3 separate regions of the Sus scrofa genome follow, and all the other regions are linked to region 1. The links are chromatin contacts, called in public HiChIP or PLAC-seq maps. All regions are on one chromosome and are shown on one strand. Each heading gives the region's core, a stretch centred on a gene start, on an enhancer-like site or on the middle of the called end of the contact. The rest is flanking DNA. Distances are from core to core; before and after follow the strand shown. Region 1 holds the start of RTP4 (receptor-transporting protein 4). Region 2 holds the start of ADIPOQ (adiponectin, C1Q and collagen domain containing). Region 3 holds the start of BCL6 (B-cell CLL/lymphoma 6).

Region 1 (3,521 bases), core at 432-2,931:
TGGATCCTTGGGATTTTAAAAGGGATGTAATTTCCTTCTCTCTCTTTCCTTTTTTTTTTTTTTTTTTTCCATGATGGTAAAGGGAAGTAGTGGGTTTCCTCTAACCCTCAAAATTTAATTCATATACCGAGCCTCCCCAACCTCTGTCCATTGGACCAGGCTGGCCTGGAGAAGCTGTATGTGTCAAAGGAAATATATGAAGCAGAGGCAGAGGGAAACAATAGGGAATGCAATGGATGAGTCAAGGCTACGTTTTGGGGAAAAAAAAGACCATTTGAGAAGTCAGGGGACATGGAACATGGGCATGCTCTGAAGATACAGGATAAAAAGAATGGGCTTGAGTTCTTAAACCCAGAAGAAAGTAGGAGAGTACCAGTGGGCAAAAGGCCTGGCATGGTAGGGGCAGCTGAGCAGAGCTCAGAGATAGGACGTGGAACCTCTCAGTTCTGGCCTTATATTGGCAATGATTTTGTGTTTGACCTTGGGCAGGAGACTTCTTTCCACTGTGTTCCTGTTTTTTTATATATACTAATCAGAAGGAAAAGAGAACAAGTTGATTCCTAAAGGATTTCCAGTTCTAGTAACCATGAGTCCCATTCCAAGTTCCTATAACTACCTGTGCAGATAAGAGTTTCCTATATTGTATCCATAGACATAAGTGCCCTCAATGTGTAACATTATGAAAGCAAAGAAAATCTGAACAGAACAGAATATTCTAGGAGGGTAGGGTGGGTAGGGGGTTTCTACCTTCCAGACAGAGAATGTTAAAAATCTAAGAAGCCCGAGAAGACTTAGGCTCATCCTGCCTAGGACATGATAACTATAGTGAGGCCACCAATGATATAAGCATCCTGCTTGTCTTATCGTCCCCATTTGGATTTCAACTCCAGAGTGACAGAGCTCTTGAGGTTCTATGGAACAGTTTTCAAGCCACTGGCCAAAGCTCATGTTGCAGTCATTCTGTTCAGCTTGGAACCCAGTGAACTACGTAAGAGTTTCTTTCCGTATCAGCCAGAGCTATTTGAGGGACTCATGATACTTTTTTTTTTTTTTTTTTTGGAATCGCAGACTCTTTTGAGTTAGAAGTTACTTTAAAGGTCACCTGGTCACAATCCCTCATCTCAGGAAAGGGGACTGTCTCTATTTTGCCATTCAAAGGCTCCCACACCTGCTCATAGACTCCTTTAGATGATAATTTACACAGCAAAAGGTGCTGTTAAATAATCCTTTCATTCAGTCTAGTGTCTTGCTTCACTAGGACAAGATCTCACTGAACTAATCACTAGGTCATGATTTCAAGATGATTCCTCCCACTGCCACCAGAGTGCCAACCTTGAACCTGAAACACCTGAACTCTCCTCAGGTAGGGAGGGGGCTGGAGAAGTTGCAGGTTCTGGAGTCACACATGACTGAGTTTAAGCCTCACTTCCACTGCTTACCAGCTGGATGACTTTGAACAATGTACCCTGGCTCTCTGTGCCACTCACCTGAAAAATACCAGGAATAATCCCTTCTTCAAGGGGCCATGGTGAGGACTCATCAGGGGAATAAGAGACGCGTTGGACACATCCTCCCCTGCACTGACTCCCAGTGTTTGCACGAGGGCATGAGCATCCATGGAGGGGGTAGGAACTGCTTCTGAGTCAATGTAACTTATCCCAGTGCTGAGCATAGAGCTTTGCCTAGTGGGGAAAAAAAAAAGAAAAGAAAAAAGAAAAAAGAGAGAGAGAAAGAAAGAAAATGTAAAAATACCTTACAGTTAGACCAGCTTTGTACTCAAATATCTCTTGGCAAGATCTGTTCACAAACTAGCAAATCCCTGCTGCCCCCTGTCCTCAGAATAAAAACTTGCTCTGTGTACTCAAAACAGTCTGAAACTAAAGTGAAGAAAAAAAGTTACTGGAGTGTGTCCAGATGAGAAACTGAAACTGTTCTTCTTCTTGCTGGAAACCGAAAGTTAACTCAGTCAACATGGATTCCAAAGCTCAGAGCAAGAGAATCATCACGGATGTTGAGACATGGGAGAAGACATTTCAAGAACTGATCTGGCAGGAGAAACCCCGGGCCAGATGGACCCTGAAAATGGATGGGAACCTTCAGCCAAACTCCGTGGCTCTAGGGTGGAAGCAATACCAGCAGAGAGCTTTTGGCAGGTGAGTGAGAGTCTATCAAGCCACGGGCCTTTCTGAGCCAAGAGGATCAGCTAAGCATTGACTGATTCTTTTGAGAGCTTGTTAAAAGAATACACATTACCAGGCTTTTCAGCCTTTTGTAATCACAGTGTTCTTTAGGATGGAAATGCTAGGACTCTAAACCTCTATTTTGCTCAACGGCTGGAAGTTTCCTCTTTTACTAGGTCTCCTTCCTATGTATTTTTGGAAGTCTCCAGGAAATGCCATAAATCTGCCCTCCTATTCTCTCACTACCTCATTTGTTTCAGACTGCTTTTCTAGGGCCTTCTGCTATCTCCTCCGCAAGCCCTGACTGGCTTCCCCAGGCTGCAGCAGCCCTCTGAGCCTAGTCCTATTCCATACCAGCCTGGGAGTGGTGCCTTCCTTTAAAGCCCCAAGGATGGACTAAATCCAAGCAATGGCTTTGAACATTACTTTGCTGAGGATAATAGGAGGGAATGATGCTGCAAGAAAGAAATTAAAACCTAGTTTTTGGCGTCTCTTAAGTAATGCCCCTACCTTAATGACTGGCTCTTTCTTTCATTTCTAATGAGCCTCCAAGTTGCAGGAACTAGCTTCCTTGCCCAAGTCAGAAGAGTGGTAACTGCTGATCCAGACAATCAAGTCTTCTCTTTTTATATGTCAAGCAGGGACTTTCACTTCACTTTTCATCTCACTTGTTATCCTGTTTCCCTGCTTGCCTCTATCCTGCCTCAGGTGTCCTCCGCTCCATTCCTTATGGGTTACTAGCCATGCCATACATTTCCAGACTTTACACCCTTGTCCATGATGTTCTGTCTGTTCAGCAGGCCCTTTCCTCCCTGCCTGCCCCCCACTCATCCCTCAAGGACCAACTCAAGTGTCCTGGTCTTCCTAGGCAGAGTAAGTGTTCCTTCTTCTCCATTCCCATAAGGCACTAAATGCTCTCTCTCGCTCTATGAGAGAAAGAGGAAGCATTCATTTTATATATATATTTATATAAATATATATATAATGTGTTATATTATATATAATATATAATATTATAGCACATTGTATTACACTATATAGCACTATATATATACTATAGAATTACATATTCTCTATGAGAGAAGATTCATTATATATTCATTATATATATAAAAGTTATATATATAATGTAGCACATTATATTTCATCATATAGTACTATATATATAGCACATTTATAAATGTTAATATGTTACATACTATAGAACATATATATTTACATATAATTATTTTTAGCTGCAGAACCCATTGTTTATAGCAAGGCTCCTGGGGTTGTATGGAACACAGCTTTCAAGCCATTGGTCAGAGCACGTGTACCAGTCATTCTGTTCTGCTTGGAACC
Region 2 (3,521 bases), core at 565-3,064, 460 kb before region 1:
ATTGTGGCAATGCCGAATCCTTAACCCACTGAGCAAGGCCAGGGGTCAAACCCGTAGCCTCGCAGATACTTGTCAGGTTCTTAACTCCCAATGTGGAGTTCCATTACTCTCTTATTTTTGATTCAGCATTTATCACTGCCCATCTCATACCAGATCTTATTCTAGGGGCTTGGGGACAAACCATTGAACAGGCAAGGCACTTGCTCTCATGAAGTTTACATTTGAGGAAGGAAAGACACATGGTGGAACAAACCCCAAATAAATACGATACCATAGTAAAAATAAAACACTGGCGTAACCAAGAATTGTCACAGTTTCTGTTTTCTCCTGAGTGCAACATATCTAATAAACTAGAACCTAATTTTCGTAAGTCGCTTCACTGAGCCAGTGGGCTCTTGAGAAGAGACTCGTGACTCCAATCTCAAAGTCCTACTGGGCTTTTCTGGACATACTTGCATATTAGCAGGAGACGAAGCTTTAGATTGGACTTGACTTTGCTGGTAGACTTTTAGGCTCTGTGTGGCCAGCAGAGGTGGTATTTAGGGGCAGGCTCGTCCAGACTCTGCCTGAGAAATTCTGTTTCTGAATGCCTTGCAGAAGTTGTTGCTGGGGTCCTGAGCCTTTGCTGGCGTCATGATTTAATGCATCAGAATCTGTGGCTTGCAGGAACTGGCTCTGATGCTGCCGTTCAAAAATGGAATGTGGAGTTGTCAAAAAGAGTCCAAGGTGATGAACGTTGCCACTTTAAGCCTAAGCCTTCTAGAGACAATGATGTGGGTTAGAGCCGCCGGGCCTCCAGGCCACTTCCAGCCCAGAGCAGCGTTCACCAGTAGGTGGATCAGGCCCAGGCATCAGACATTGGAAAAAGGAGCACTTCACACACATATATAAAAAGTTGGTTTTCAGATCCGGCGTTGCCATGAGCTGTGGTATAGGTTGCAGACGCAGCTCGGATCCAGCATTGCTATGGCTCTGGTGTAGACCGGCAGCTACAGCTCCGATTCGACCCCTAGCCTGGGAACCTCCATATGCCGCGGGAGCGGCCCAAGAAATGGCAAAAAAAAAAAAAAAAAAAAAAAAAAGTTGGTTTTCAAAAACATCTCCAGAGTTTTGGCAACAAAAAACAGTGAAAGACGATATTCTAATATTCTATTTAATAAATGTTTTTCCGATATATTTAATTTGAATCCCACACAAGGAGGGCTCCAACATCTTTTGGAATTCAGGGCCTTTCAATGGTTTTAATCTGGCCCTGCCTTATACTGCCTCAGAAACATCTCCTCACATCAGTTCTCCAAATTAACATGCAAAGTCTTCCCCCAGTCTGGAGTTCAGGCCAGAAAGTGAAGGATGCATTGTATTTCTTGCTATATTTCATTTCCTTTTCCCTGTCGTGCACAATGAGTGTGATGGTGTAATTGGTTCCCTGGACTTATTAGAGCAAATCTCTGGGGAGAGGGAGGTCTCCTGGACCACCAGGCCATTAATTTTACATAAGGAAATATATTGTTTTCCTGCCTCTAGTATTGACCCTTGGCCCCATTTTCTGTCCCTGTTATAGGAGGCAAGTCTAAGGGCCGAGGCCTGGAAACGTGAGTGTGGTGACTGAAGCCCCACTTGGCTTCCCAAGCTGGAGCTGGGTTGCACCAGGTTCCCCAGGGTGGAGACCTGAAGCAGCCGCCAGGGGTGTGAGCCCACCCACTGGTCTCTGGGCCTCAGCACGCTGGCCAATGGGAAGCAACAATTTCGAGGTGGGGACTGCCTTCCCCATGAGTACCAGGCTGCAGAGGCTGGGCCACCTTCTCCTCATTTCCATCCTGACTGCAGTCTGTGGCTCTGATTCCACACCTGAGGGTAAGGACAAGTGATTGGAATTCCAGGCTGTAGGTAAAGGTGGCTGTCCCGAAAGGGAACCTGGGGTTGGGGCGTGCTCATGCTTTCCCCATCGTGGCAGGGTGGGGAGGTGATATAGGCAAAACCCTGGCCAGGGCAGCCCTGGTGGAGGCAGACTGGCCTTGGGTTTCTTCCTTAATTTCCCCACGGCTCCTAGAGAAAAGGGAATTGTTCATTGTGATCAGGATGCCTGGAACCATCCTGAATTTTGCCCAATTCACTCTGTGGTGAGATGGCTAACTAAAGAAAATGTTGGGGTCAGTGAAGCAGGAAGCATGGTCCAGCGATAAAGTCCATTTAGATAAGAGGAGCAGGGGATGAATTGCTTCTCCACTTGACCAGGTAGGGCAGAGAAAGGAGCACATGAAGATGCAGCCTGGGGAGACTGAGTTTGGAATTCAACTCTACCACTGGATTCTAGTCAGCAGTGTTTATTGAGCAGATTCAACGGACCAGACTCTGGGTAGGGTTCGTGAGAAACAAAGATGGGTGGGGCCCAGTCATTATCTGTAGCTTTGGGGGTATCTGTAAACATGGGCATGTCTGCACCCATGTGGAGGTACCACACAAGGTGACTGAGATGTTCAAATGAAGTAGAGTGAGCACAGGGCCTGCCATGTACAGGGAGCTCATGCAACATTTTCTTTGTAGCAGACATCCTCTGACAGAACAACTGGATCTGCCCCGCCTTTCCCAAGCCCAATCCTGCTTGTCCCAGGGAGCATTGCACTTGTGGCCTCCTGGTTGTTTGCAGCCATAGATGCAGAGACTGAGTGGGAGGGATTTTAGAGATCAGGCCAGCCCTTGGGTGTCAGGAGATGTGGGTCCCTGCTCTGGAGAATTTTTTTCTTTTTCGTTTTTTTTTTTTTTTCTTTTCTAGGGCCGCACCGGTGGCATACGGAGGTTACCAGGCTAGGGGTCTAATCAGAGCTGTAGCTGCTGGCCTGCAACACAACACCACCAGATCTGAGCCGCGTCTGTGACCTACACCACAGCTCACAGCCACGATGGATCCTTAACCCGCTGAGCGAGGCCAGGGATCGAACCTGCAACCTCATGGTTCCCAGTTGGATTCGTTAACCACTGAGCCATGATGGGAACTCCTGGAGAGGTTTTGGATTTTCAGATCAAGCGTTGCAAGCGGTGCAGCCACCTCGCTCCTGGTAACTCCATCCATTTGGGGTAAGGTTGGCTCATCCTGACAAGGTTGGGGAATAGGGGGGCCTTGATACTGGCAGAATATGCACAAAGAAACATGAGGGTGTCAGCTTTGTTCTGGAAGCTGAGCAGTGGAAAGGGAGCCATGCAGCTTAACTGGCTGTTCTTGCTGCCTCCCTCCCTTAATTCTTGAGGAGTTGTAAAGAGACACAAGACTTGCTTCTTGTCATTTCTAAGGTGGCTCTGAGATCAGGCTGCTCCCCTACTCCTTGTCAAGTTGGAAGACCAGTGGCCCCAGACACTTGGCTGAGGTCAGGAGGTAGAAGCTGTCAATCAGGAGAGACACTGATACCCAAAATGTGGTGGGGGGATGCTCTGCTTAACCAGTTCCTTGAGAACAGGTGTGTGTGTGTGTGGAGAGAGAGTGTTGGGTGCGGGGCTGCCAAGTGAAAGCGTTCAGGTAATGCTCC
Region 3 (3,521 bases), core at 523-3,022, 290 kb after region 1:
AGATTGATCACGCTGAGATTGCATTTCAACTGGTCCGTGAAGATGCTGTAGAAGAGGCCACTGTAAAACAAAGAAATGTCTCACTATAACAGACATGTAGAAACTATCATCAGTTATAGTCAGCATCCTGGACCTAGCTCCAGAATTTCCTTGGCAATTAATCATAGCTGCCATTTATAGAGGGCTTAATCAATGCCAGAGAGTCATTAAGCACTTTCCACACACTGTCTTGTGTTCCTTACAACCTTGCCAAGGATAGTAGACTCTCTCCTTGTCTCCCTTTACAAATGGGGAAACTGAGATCAGAGGAGTCAAGTGATTTTCCCAAAGTCACAGAACCTGGATTCCTTTTAGTCTTAACTTCATGGATTACCAGAGCTAAATTTAGCACTCATTTGTAGTAACTATTTTAGTCTCTATCTTTGGGATAAGCATTTTCCTTCTTGTTCCAATACATTACCCTTAATTTTAAATTCTTAGTGTTTGTTTTAGAAGCCAGTTGGGTGTTGATAACAAATAAATAAAATGACGCCTGCCATCTATGGTTTACTGACTCTCTAAAAGTCCATAGACTATTACAAGATCCATATTCCAAGGAGAGCCAAGTCAAAGTCAAGCCATGCCTCCAGGAACCATGATGTCTGGAAGAGGAAAGAGCACTCAGTTAGAGGCCAGAATTCTCGACTGACATCTGAATTCTGCTCCTTCTGAGCGAGCAGCCAGAAATGAACTGGACTTCACCCCGTAAGTAGCTATGCAACCTTGGGTAAGTTACATCACTGCTCTGCACCTTGCTTTCCTTATCTGCCCAGCACGAAACATGCTGTCTATCTTACAGGGTTGTGGCAGGAATGAAAATGTAAAAGGGACAGAATGATGCCTGGCACATGGTAAGCACTTGGTGAGCATTATCTATTCTTTTTATCTCTCTATAAACCTCTGTTCTCTCTGCTGGTAAAAAAAAAAAAAAAAAAAAAAAAAAAGTGCTCGTTGTAGGTGTTGAATAAGCCTCTACTAGCAATTGGGATCCTTGGCTCTACATCAGTTCACCTATGAATGTCTTCATTTTATCATCTACAAAACAGAGCTAGTCATGCCACCTACAACACAGGCCACTAGGAAGATCCAGGGAGATGATGTAACATAAAACTGCTCTGAACCCTTGGAATACTTGTCAATCACTTTCACCAACTTACATATGCTCTGAAAGACCTGTGGAAGTATAGTCACGGCATAAAATAAAAATCACAGGAAAATAAAAGAGCAAAAGATTTCAAATTAACTTGCTTAAAATATTTTATAACTCTCTTTCACTTTTCATTATTTCACTGGTTCACTGAAGTCATTCACCAGATTTGCCCCAAACACATCTCTGGAGATGGTATATGATTTCTTCTCCTCTATTCCCACCGAATAGAAATGCTTTCTTTTCTAAAAGTGTGGTCATTCATTTGCTTCCTGGGAACCCACCCTGCCAGGACAGTGCTAAAGATCTGGAGACACAGGAGACGTGATCCCAAACCCGGAATGGGGCCCCCACGCTCCGCACTGGCAGCCGGCACTAGCATACCCCTTACAGCCATCATCTGCCTTCTGCTTCCAGATCCCTCACCTGCAGGCCATGAGGACCGTCTTATGGGCTCTAAACTGCTCTCGGCTCACCACTATGACAACATCAGTCAAGATGTCGCGGCTCCGGAGGCGATTAAGGTTGAGAAGAACGTCGCTGGCATGGCGGGTGAACTGGATACAGCTGTCAGCCGGCGAGGCCATTTTTCCTTCACCTGAAAGAAAAGGTTAAAATCCTGTTACTCCTCCAGGACCTAGTTCCTTCTTCCCAGGAGTGTCAGAGCAGGTGGGCCAGCCTGCTCCCTTGTGTTTGCTTTTGAACAGTTCATGACCCATGTCTGGACACTGCTCTCCACGTCTATAAAAATGAGATAATAATCTTTATCCAATTTGTTAATAGAAACCCCTATAAGGGAAAGAGGAGGGAATGAATATTGGATGAATGTTTTCGGTTTGTTTGTTTGTTTTTTTTTTCCCAGATACCAGCATTGAGAGGCAATGAGTATGACAGAGGAGAGAAGGCACGCTTTGAAGGTTAGCATGTTGGCCATACCTTTTGCAAGCTGTGTGACTTGGAGCAGCTTGTTTTATGGTTTCTGGGCTTGAGTTTCCCCCAAATGGGAGTAGTAATACCCATGGGGTTGTAAAAATTAGTGGAATTTCTCATAAATCACAGCTATTCTCATCAGTATCTCATTTCATTATCCTAGCTACCATCTGTCTCTCCTCTACCAGGCTTCAGAATTATTTGAATGTATCTTGAGCACCAAGCACATTGCTGGTACACAGTAGGTGGTGAAATTAGCGTGAACCAAGAACTGAGTAAGGAAATGAATGATCACACAACAGTGTTAAGATAGTCCAATGCCAGGGTAAAGGGGTTGGGGGCAGGGCTGGCTGTGATGGAGAGGCAACACACTCTCCTTTATCTCATCTAAGGAAAAGTGGCACTGTTCACAGAAACACACGCATTGGCAAATTTGAAAGAAACAGTTTCTCCACAAAATTTTAAAGCATATAATTCAATTTACTTACCCAATGCCTTGATTCACAGTCCAAAATTTTGCTTAAAACCTGCAGGGAAGAGAAAAAAGCAAACAGAAATTGATTTAATGAATGTAAGATTGTCCACTATAGTCTTATTTTAGGACACACATATTTAGTTTTACTTTGATAGCTGCAGCCTGCCAGCTGGTGCGGTTTTACCACAAGCTAGCACACATTTTTTCCAGCTCGGCTCTTACGGAAACAACAGGCACTCGAAGCTATGCAATAATAATGTTTTTTACCCCGAGTATTGGGAATACGATTTCATACATCCATACACACACACACACACACACACACACACACACACATGTATTTCTTTTCTCAAAGTAAGAAATGTATGCCGTTGGGTTTATGGTAAAGAAAAAAAAAAAGAAAAACTATTCTTTCGATATTAATGAGAATGATCCTTCAGAGGCCTAAAAACTCAGGCCACTTTTCAAAATCTGCTAAAATATTATCCTTCAAGTCTTCAAATGATTCCACAAGGCCAACAGGGTCAATCTCTTTATCCCTATTTCACTGATGACAAAACTGAGACTTGGGTTCAAATGGCTTGCTCAGGACAAACAGCCAGGCAGCATTTCCTGACTGTCAGGAAACACTTAAGACTGAATAAAGAATCTGAATACAACCTGAGATGACATATCTACTCTTTTCTCCAGAATATTTGCCCCCCACCCCCACCCCTGCAAAGTTTCCTCTCCCAAGCCTCCTGGGGCTAAGATCAAATCTAGTGCTACAAACTTCCAAGTTTGTGCTTCCCCCTGCTGGTGAAAGATTTGACTGTGTGGTTTAGCTGAGAACTGGCCAGGCAGCACTCATGAAATATGGACCCTCTCCAAATTGGTTTCCCTAAAACAAAATAATTCAAAGCATAGGTGAAAGACTCTCATTTACGATCC

The links. HiChIP or PLAC-seq counts read pairs in DNA pulled down with a chosen protein or histone mark.
Region 2: an H3K27ac HiChIP or PLAC-seq map of alveolar macrophages shows a contact between it and region 1. The contact joins the promoter of ADIPOQ here to the promoter of RTP4 in region 1. A contact is called at or near these places in 1 of 47 Hi-C or Micro-C datasets (embryonic fibroblasts) and 1 of 2 datasets of contacts at active chromatin or transcription factors (alveolar macrophages).
Region 3: an H3K27ac HiChIP or PLAC-seq map of alveolar macrophages shows a contact between it and region 1. The contact joins the promoter of BCL6 here to the promoter of RTP4 in region 1. A contact is called at or near these places in 1 of 47 Hi-C or Micro-C datasets (liver) and 1 of 2 datasets of contacts at active chromatin or transcription factors (alveolar macrophages).

What each region holds. Positions count from the first base shown.
Region 1 is chr13:125,096,822-125,100,342 of Sscrofa11.1, forward strand. It overlaps RTP4 (receptor-transporting protein 4), which reads left to right and starts at 1,682. Exons shown (of 3, transcript XM_021070040.1): 1 at 1,682-2,153. The coding sequence starts at 1,972. It overlaps LOC110256386 (a long non-coding RNA gene), which reads right to left and starts at 3,192. Exons shown (of 4, transcript XR_002337799.1): 1 at 2,691-3,192; 2 at 1,488-1,682.
Region 2 is chr13:124,632,092-124,635,612 of Sscrofa11.1, forward strand. ADIPOQ (adiponectin, C1Q and collagen domain containing) reads left to right here and starts at 1,815. Exons shown (of 4, transcript NM_214370.1): 1 at 1,815-1,854.
Region 3 is chr13:125,388,091-125,391,611 of Sscrofa11.1, forward strand. BCL6 (B-cell CLL/lymphoma 6) reads right to left here and starts at 1,773. Exons shown (of 8, transcript NM_001315701.1): 1 at 1,613-1,773; 2 at 1-60. The coding sequence starts at 1,773.